2 separate regions of the Siniperca chuatsi genome follow, and region 1 is linked to region 2. The links are chromatin contacts, called in public Hi-C maps. All regions are on one chromosome and are shown on one strand. Each heading gives the region's core, a stretch centred on a gene start, on an enhancer-like site or on the middle of the called end of the contact. The rest is flanking DNA. Distances are from core to core; before and after follow the strand shown. Region 1 holds the start of pim3 (serine/threonine-protein kinase pim-3). Region 2 has its middle 43 kb from the start of LOC122871343.

Region 1 (3,453 bases), core at 76-2,575, 62 kb after region 2:
TTTTACGAGTTACAATGCACTGAAAACATGAAGCAGTGTAAATTATCATAAGTTGAATACAGAGCATCACTGCAGGTTAGCCCACAGGCTGTACTCTACTCTCATATGCAGCCTGCGTGTTTGTGTGTTTGTGTGTGTGTGTGTGTGTGTGTGTGTGTGTGTGTGCGTGCACATTTACATAACTTTGCAGTTGGCAGGCCTATAGCAAGATAAGGTTCCCTGGAACTCTCTGATGCTTCTGTTTGGTTAGTGCTCACATACACATACATACACACGCAGGTTATCAGAGCTAGCAGAAGATATAAAGTGGAAAGTTCACCGAGAGCCACGGTCATGTCAGATGTGTAACAGTACAACTGGAAAGTTTACCTTCTGAAATGGGACAGCTGGCTCCACAAACCTTGGCCATCTGATTGTGTTTTCATGTGCTATTCATATTATCATGATACCGTGCTATTTTGTTTTCATAGTACTCATGTCAATGCATGACATAGTGTTCTCATGTATCATTATTATGTATCATCCTTCAAATTTCTGTCTGGGTGCTGATGTTTTGGGGTATTTTAGAATCTAATGTGCCTCAGTTTTAGGTCTTAATTAGCTATTTTTATGTTTTTTGGACTGCTTGGGCTGTGTAAATATTTATGTTATTTGTATAATAAATGTAATTTACTTTTGGTATATTTAGTGTCATTTGTCATATGTTGCTTGTCTGTAACTCATTGTTATGGCTGCCCTTCTTGGTTAGGACACTTGAAAAAGCGATTTTTAATCTCAGTAAGACTTTCCTGGTTACATAAAGGTTAAACAAAAACATATAATTAACTGTCATCTCTTTTGTATGGATAGACTCTTTTTTAGATCTTTAAATAATTAGTCTCAACTGTATGACAATCATAACAGTCAAACTGCTCATTTTTAAGTGTAGGGAATTCTGGAGGGCAGCATACTCTAAGGTAAACAAATAACACAAGTGAGTTTAGGTACACACTTCATAGCTGAGAACAACTTGAAAGAGATAATCAGTAGTTTGTGGAGAATTACACTATAAACTGAACTTTCCCCTCCGATCATAAACTCTCTTTCCATCTCTCACTGCAGAGCTGCGGAGGAAAAGGGAGGGGAGAGGACGTCTCAGAATTGCCGCCACGTGCGCTCAAATGCCTGCTTTATTATAATAACTTTTTCTGGATTGGTCCAGATACGAAACACAGTATTTATATACGACATCTAATTGGTCGTCGCCTCCGTGTCGATAGTGAACACCGCAAAGCTTCCAGACAAGGGATTCTTGGGCGTCTCGTACTATGAGAAAGTAGTGCGCGGTAAAAATGATTATTTCAATGACATGTTCGAATAAAAATACGATTCAATAACTATACGTGCCCAGTAGTTTAGTGTACATGTGTATCTAGTAAAAAGTGACGAATTATCGCTGGTATTGAGCGAACGTGTCGACTTGTATTGGTGGCGGAGGGATACCACCATCCCACTGCGCGTCAAAATATTGGCTTGGGGAGACCGCGCCAAAGCTCAGACAGCGGCCACTCATCGGGATAACAGCACACTGCGGAGGGCATTTAAACGCACTCTACTGTTGATACGGCTACTATACACATCGGAGTGTAGTGGGTTTTTTTTTATTACTAAAGAGGACTGTTTTCGTCTGTTGTGCTTGAGTCGAGACACAGAAGCCAGATTTCATGCCGGTTTTCTGGGAAACAGTGTACGACTTCACGGTCGTGACACGACTTTGACGGGCGCGGTGCGGCGGAGTTGGCGCACTGCTGGACTGGATATATTTATTCGCTTGAAGCCAAGACGGTCTGCACCACCATTTATACTGCGCATGAGTTCACTTCTCATCTGACTATATTGGTTCTTCTGACTCCCAACGGGTGAATAGGGATCGTCTGCGCCGGCTTTTCAGTTTGAATATGTTGCTGTCAAAGTTTGGTTCATTTTCGCATATTTGCAATCCTTCAAGTATGGACCATCTACCAGTGAAAATACAGCTCCAGCCAGGTAGGTTGCCGTCACTGAACGTTGCCTTCTCACCGCCTTTATATTTGATTTGACAACTGAGAAGTGGTTTGAGAAACGTATATTTACTCTGCTTGATAAATTTAGAGTAACTCAAGCTGCTACTGTTGCAGCTGACCGGCTCGTAAAGCTGCGCGAGCACGACGCCATGGTTTGTTGTAGAAATATTGCGCTTACCTTAACATTTTTCACTTTTCCTTGCAGTTAAAGTGGAAAAGGAGCCCTTCGAAAAGGTTTACCAAGTGGGATCCGTGCTGGGCAGCGGAGGATTTGGAACAGTGTATGCCGGCAGCCGGATCTCTGATGGCGCACCGGTAAGGATGTGGACTGGGATGTTTTGATGGTACATGTGCCGCCATCAAAGCCGGGCGTACTTATTCACCACCGGGGAATGTAATGTGACTTCCCCACAACATCTGAAGCATTTGCTTACGATTTTTCTTCTTTACTGCGTTATTTCAGGTCGCTGTGAAACATGTTGCGAAGGAGAGGGTGACCGAGTGGGGCACAATTGTAAGTACTCATCCCCGATCTCTGTGTGTGTGGTTTGTTTTGGTCCCCCCCCCACCCCCACGCCTGCTGCTGGGTGGAGGTGTTGTGATGATATAAAGGCAGAATGGCTAGCTTATCCTAAAATACTTAATCAATTCTCCTTATTTGTTACAGAACGGGGCTATGGTGCCTTTGGAGATCCTGCTGCTGAAGAAGGTCAGCTCGTCGTTTCGCGGAGTTATCAAATTGCTGGACTATTACGAGCGGGCGGACGGCTGGCTGATCGTCATGGAGAGGCCGGAGCTCGTCAAGGACCTTTTCGACTTCATCACCGAGAAGGGCGCCCTGGACGAGGACACGGCTCGGGGCTTTTTCCGCCAGGTTTTGGAGGCGGTCAGACACTGCTACAGCTGCGGTGTAGTACACAGAGACATCAAAGATGAAAACCTGCTTGTGGATCTACGCACCGGGGAGCTCAAGCTTATTGACTTTGGCTCAGGGGCGATTCTCAAGGACACCGTCTACACCGATTTCGATGGTAAGCGGCCGCCTCCACCCCCTCCCATCACATTAATTGCTATTATAAAATGTCACAATGCTGGATGTGCAATTCATTTTTATGAACACATATCCGTGTGGGCTGGGTTGTACTTGCCCTTGATGCTCCGCCGTGCTATATTCAGATACGGAGGCGTTCACGAGGCTGTGACGCAGTGGTCTGTTTTTGGTCGAGGGTTTTCCTCGCCGAGGGTCTCGCGGCTTATCATTTCCACGGGATGTAAATGCTAATCGAAAAGCCTCCAGTGTTTTAGCGGGATGTATGACGCGCGTGTTATGGCTGTACATATATGACTCACAGTTAATTAACCCTATCATCCATGATGATAGAGCCTCCGCCTTATGAGATGGAGCGTACTT
Region 2 (3,887 bases), core at 1,047-3,546:
AACTTAAAAGAAAAGCAAGAAAAAGCAACATCAGACCCAAATTGATTTAACCCATACAGTTTGTTCAAAACTACAGAAATATTTCCTGATACTAAGATGACTGTGTCATCTCTGATTTCTGTCTATTAGGCTTTTGGACATGAAATGATATAACAAACAATTTTCAGTGCCCACTATCACAAATATTTCACCAATGAAGTCAGTGGCTAGCAAAACTGCATGGTCTATGGACAGAATCACTGTATGGGGTGCTTTCTCTGCATTTAAATGAATTTATTATTTTTTTCTTTTTGCTAATGATAACTTTGACCAAATAGGTACAAGAGTCAAAACAAACATCAAGGATATATATTGAGTTCTTAGGGAAAATAATTTTAATAAAAGTCAGACTGTAAAGTAATAATTTGCGTTTTTTATAATAAATGTCTATTATGCCACATTTTCTGTCAAATCATATTTAAAAATGCATCAGAGTGGACATTTCCATGATGGTTTGCTGAAAACAAGATTAAGAGTCTATAGCCACGTTAGCAACTCTGTGATGATGTTTAGCAGGTATGTTGTTTACCATTGCGGGCCTACATGGCCCTGTGTGAAATAGTGATTACCCCCTAAACCTAATAACTGGCTGGGCCACCCTTAGCTGCAACAACTGCAACAGCAACAATGGGAATGTCATTTGTTTTGCCGGTATTTGGTCGTAAACCTAAGTATCGGACACATTCAAATTTTGACCTGATTGTGACAAAACATCAAAGTCAGAGGATCACCAAAGTTATTACAATTCATCCTGAGGGTGAAATTAAGGTCTGTTCCAAATTCCATGGTAATCCATCCAATACTTGTCAAGATAAAATACTAAAAAACAAAAATATGAACCTCATGGTGGAGCTAGAGGAAAAGTCAGGGTGTAACTAAAGTCAGTAGGATTCATCCTCTTGGGACCATGCATGTCTGTACAAAATTTCATGGCAGTCCATGCAATAGCTGTTGAGATATTTCAGTCTGGACTAAAGTGTTGAACCGGCCAATTGACCGAGAGATGGACATTACCATCCCTAGATTCATGTTGCAAGTGCTGTCATTTCACAGTGCACAAGGATAGATTGATGCTGTTTTTACTTAACATGAGAGTGCTCTAATCCAGAGTATAGCTCTATAGTGCAGCACAGGTACATTAATGGGCAATGTCTTTTGAGACATGAAAGAAAATATAAACTGTACATTGAGTTCTACAAATAATACAGTCACAGTTCTCAGTGAGAACAACTTGTGATGAAAAGTCTGAATTTCTTACTTTAGAACCAACCTGAGTTTTACAACAATAAGAACCTAGCACATTCAGCTTACTGAATGGATGCAGTGTATCAGAAATAGCTACGTCTTTTGTTGGAGCGTCCTTGTGCGAGACACTGACTCTGTACCTGAATAGACTGTAAGCCACTGTAGTGCAGAGCATCAGCTTAATACTTTAAAATGTTCTGGAGATGTCATGTAAACACACAAAAAAAACCTAATAAAAACATGAAACTAACCAACTTTGGGTTTAGGTGGTGTCTGCCCGCCTGTAGTGCAATATTCTATTGATTTGTACAAAGCTGCCCTCACAGTGAGTATAACCCACGGTAATGCTTGGCAGAGAGGTTGCGGCTTTACTGGAATACAGTTCTTGTGTAACTGTTGGCCTTTCCACTATTGACGTGTTCTGGGATAAGGCCCCATTTTCCTCACAGGGTAAAAGGTGGGAGGTTAGTAGTGTGAACTGATAAGAGCTTTACGAGAAAACTGAGACAAACTTAAATATTTAACTGTGTTGTAATTTTGTCACTTTGTTACGGTAATCCACCTGTGTTGTAATATAAAGCCGAAACATAAATACGTTCATGATCTGAGTTCATGTGATGTAAAAAACACATTCAGACAATTCATTCAAAAGCGTGGAATCCATTTATATGCTACACATTGCACAGATACAGTGCTATACTACACAAACACACACACAACTCTGCTGCTGTTGTTGGTTAGCATTGATTGCATGACTGGTTCAAACACACTGAAAGTCCCACTGGGTCGCTATGGCAACTAGAGCCAAAATAAAGCAGTCGTCGAGACAGCATCAGCAGCCTCAGCTGGCATACACACACACACAAACACACAATCCCCCCTGGCCTTGGCACCTAGAAACAGACACAAAATGAGCTCTATATTAGACCGCAGAGGGAGAAAGGAAAGGACCGAGAGAGAAACATCGAGACAGAGCGGCAGAGGAGGGGAAGAGTGTGTCCTGGAATAACCCCTGTTAGCTCTGTTCGGTGTTCCAAAGAGAGACATATTTAGCAGCCTCTCTGACTGGCAAGAACCCAGAGTCGCTCTTAGTCTCCCCTTCACACATACACACACATAGATACACTGTCCAGGTCCGGCTGGCACTCACAGGGTTGCCCAGCTCTCCTTAATGTAGTCTCATGGACTTGCTCACTCACTGCATTGCTTTGATTGTGTGTTTTATGTGTGTGTGTGTGTGTGTGTGTTTGTGTCGTCCATGCCAAGGGACAGACAGGACGGCTGTTCATAGCAACGCACTGTGAACACTGCAGCCTCCTCCTCCTCCTCCTCCTCCTCCTCTGGGCCTTCGCTAGAATGTTCCAGGAGCTCAGAGAGAGGCACTGCAGGGCAGAGCTGGCACCTTGATACCTGCAGATATGACCAAACCTCCACGGTGAGCTGTGGCCAAATAGTAATAGTAACAGCAGGTCGGTGTGACAACAGTTAAACAAAAGTTAAAGCATACCTCTGTCCCTTTGGACCCGGATCATGTTTTGCCTTCATTATGCCAATCCATGTTGAAAAATCTTGTTTTGCTTCACTATACATAGTAGTTACCTACATATTGCCTGTCAGGCTGCGTGGCTCTTTAAAGGAACAGCTTGACATATTGGGAAATAGACATATTGTTTTATTGCTGAGAGTTGGGATTGAGGATTGATACCACTCTTATGTCTGTATGCTAAATATGAAGCTAGAACCAGCAGGTGATTAGCTTAGCTTAGTATAAAGACTGGAAATGGGGCAGCTACTAGCCTGGCTCTGTCTAATAGTGCAAAGATCTGTTGAGCAGCACCTCTAAAGCTCACTAATTAACACGTTACATCTTGTTTGTTCAATCCATACAAAAACCAAAGTGAAAAAACAACAATTTGCGCTTTTACGGGAGTCTTGTTGTCACCGTATGGTTGCCTGGCAACCAACGGAAAGCTTTAGAGTACTGATAGGTGGAATTTTTTTTAACCCTTTCCAGTTTTTATGCTAAGCTAAAATTCACTTTATTCTCTCTTTATTCTCTCTATAGTTTTGAGTTTCAGTACAGAATGAAGACAAATCCTTCCCTTAGACCTCTGTAGTGCTTCATTAAGGATGCTGTATGTTCAGCTCTGAATACTGAGTACTGAATGCAGTGTCTCAGTGTTCACTGTTTCTGGATCATTTGCCATGTAAAATTAATGTACAGAAATTTGTAGCCTTGGTAAAATACTTTTGCAGATGACACTTGAACAGCATGGCTTCACAGTCAGTGCATGGGAGTCTGTGAGACATTTAATAGAAAGTAGACTACACATATCACCCCACATGTATACAGTACATTCATCATTGTATATTCATTTATCATGCTGTAAACAATTCTGTCACAGCTGTGGCAAGGGATGGTGAGAGTCCAGCATGCTTTGGAACAGTGAACCGGGAGGCAGTCATACTGAGTCATTTTACATATACATATATTTATATCAGCATCTGATGTTTGATAGGGCACGAGAATCACACATAGGCTATAAATAAAACCTGCGATCTCCACATGCCAAGCCATGGCAGCTGCCAGTGGGTTTTTATAA

What was found. Hi-C and Micro-C count contacts between places; a contact is called where the count stands out from the background.
Region 1: a contact with region 2 is called in a Hi-C map of skeletal muscle, with 1.7 times the contacts expected there. The contact joins the promoter of pim3 here to the enhancer-like site in region 2. A contact is called at or near these places in 2 of 3 Hi-C or Micro-C datasets (liver and skeletal muscle).

The regions. Positions count from the first base shown.
Region 1 is chrLG23:14,715,899-14,719,351 of ASM2008510v1, forward strand. pim3 (serine/threonine-protein kinase pim-3) reads left to right here and starts at 1,326. Exons shown (of 6, transcript XM_044186489.1): 1 at 1,326-2,025; 2 at 2,248-2,357; 3 at 2,506-2,556; 4 at 2,710-3,073. The coding sequence starts at 1,938.
Region 2 is chrLG23:14,652,780-14,656,666 of ASM2008510v1, forward strand. No RefSeq gene overlaps it. Among protein-coding and RNA genes, the nearest start is that of LOC122871343, 43 kb to the right of the region's middle. Within about 2 kb of position 2,297, the one cell type or tissue checked has an H3K27ac peak away from gene starts, as active enhancers do. A contact at or near this core is called in liver, where this site is marked.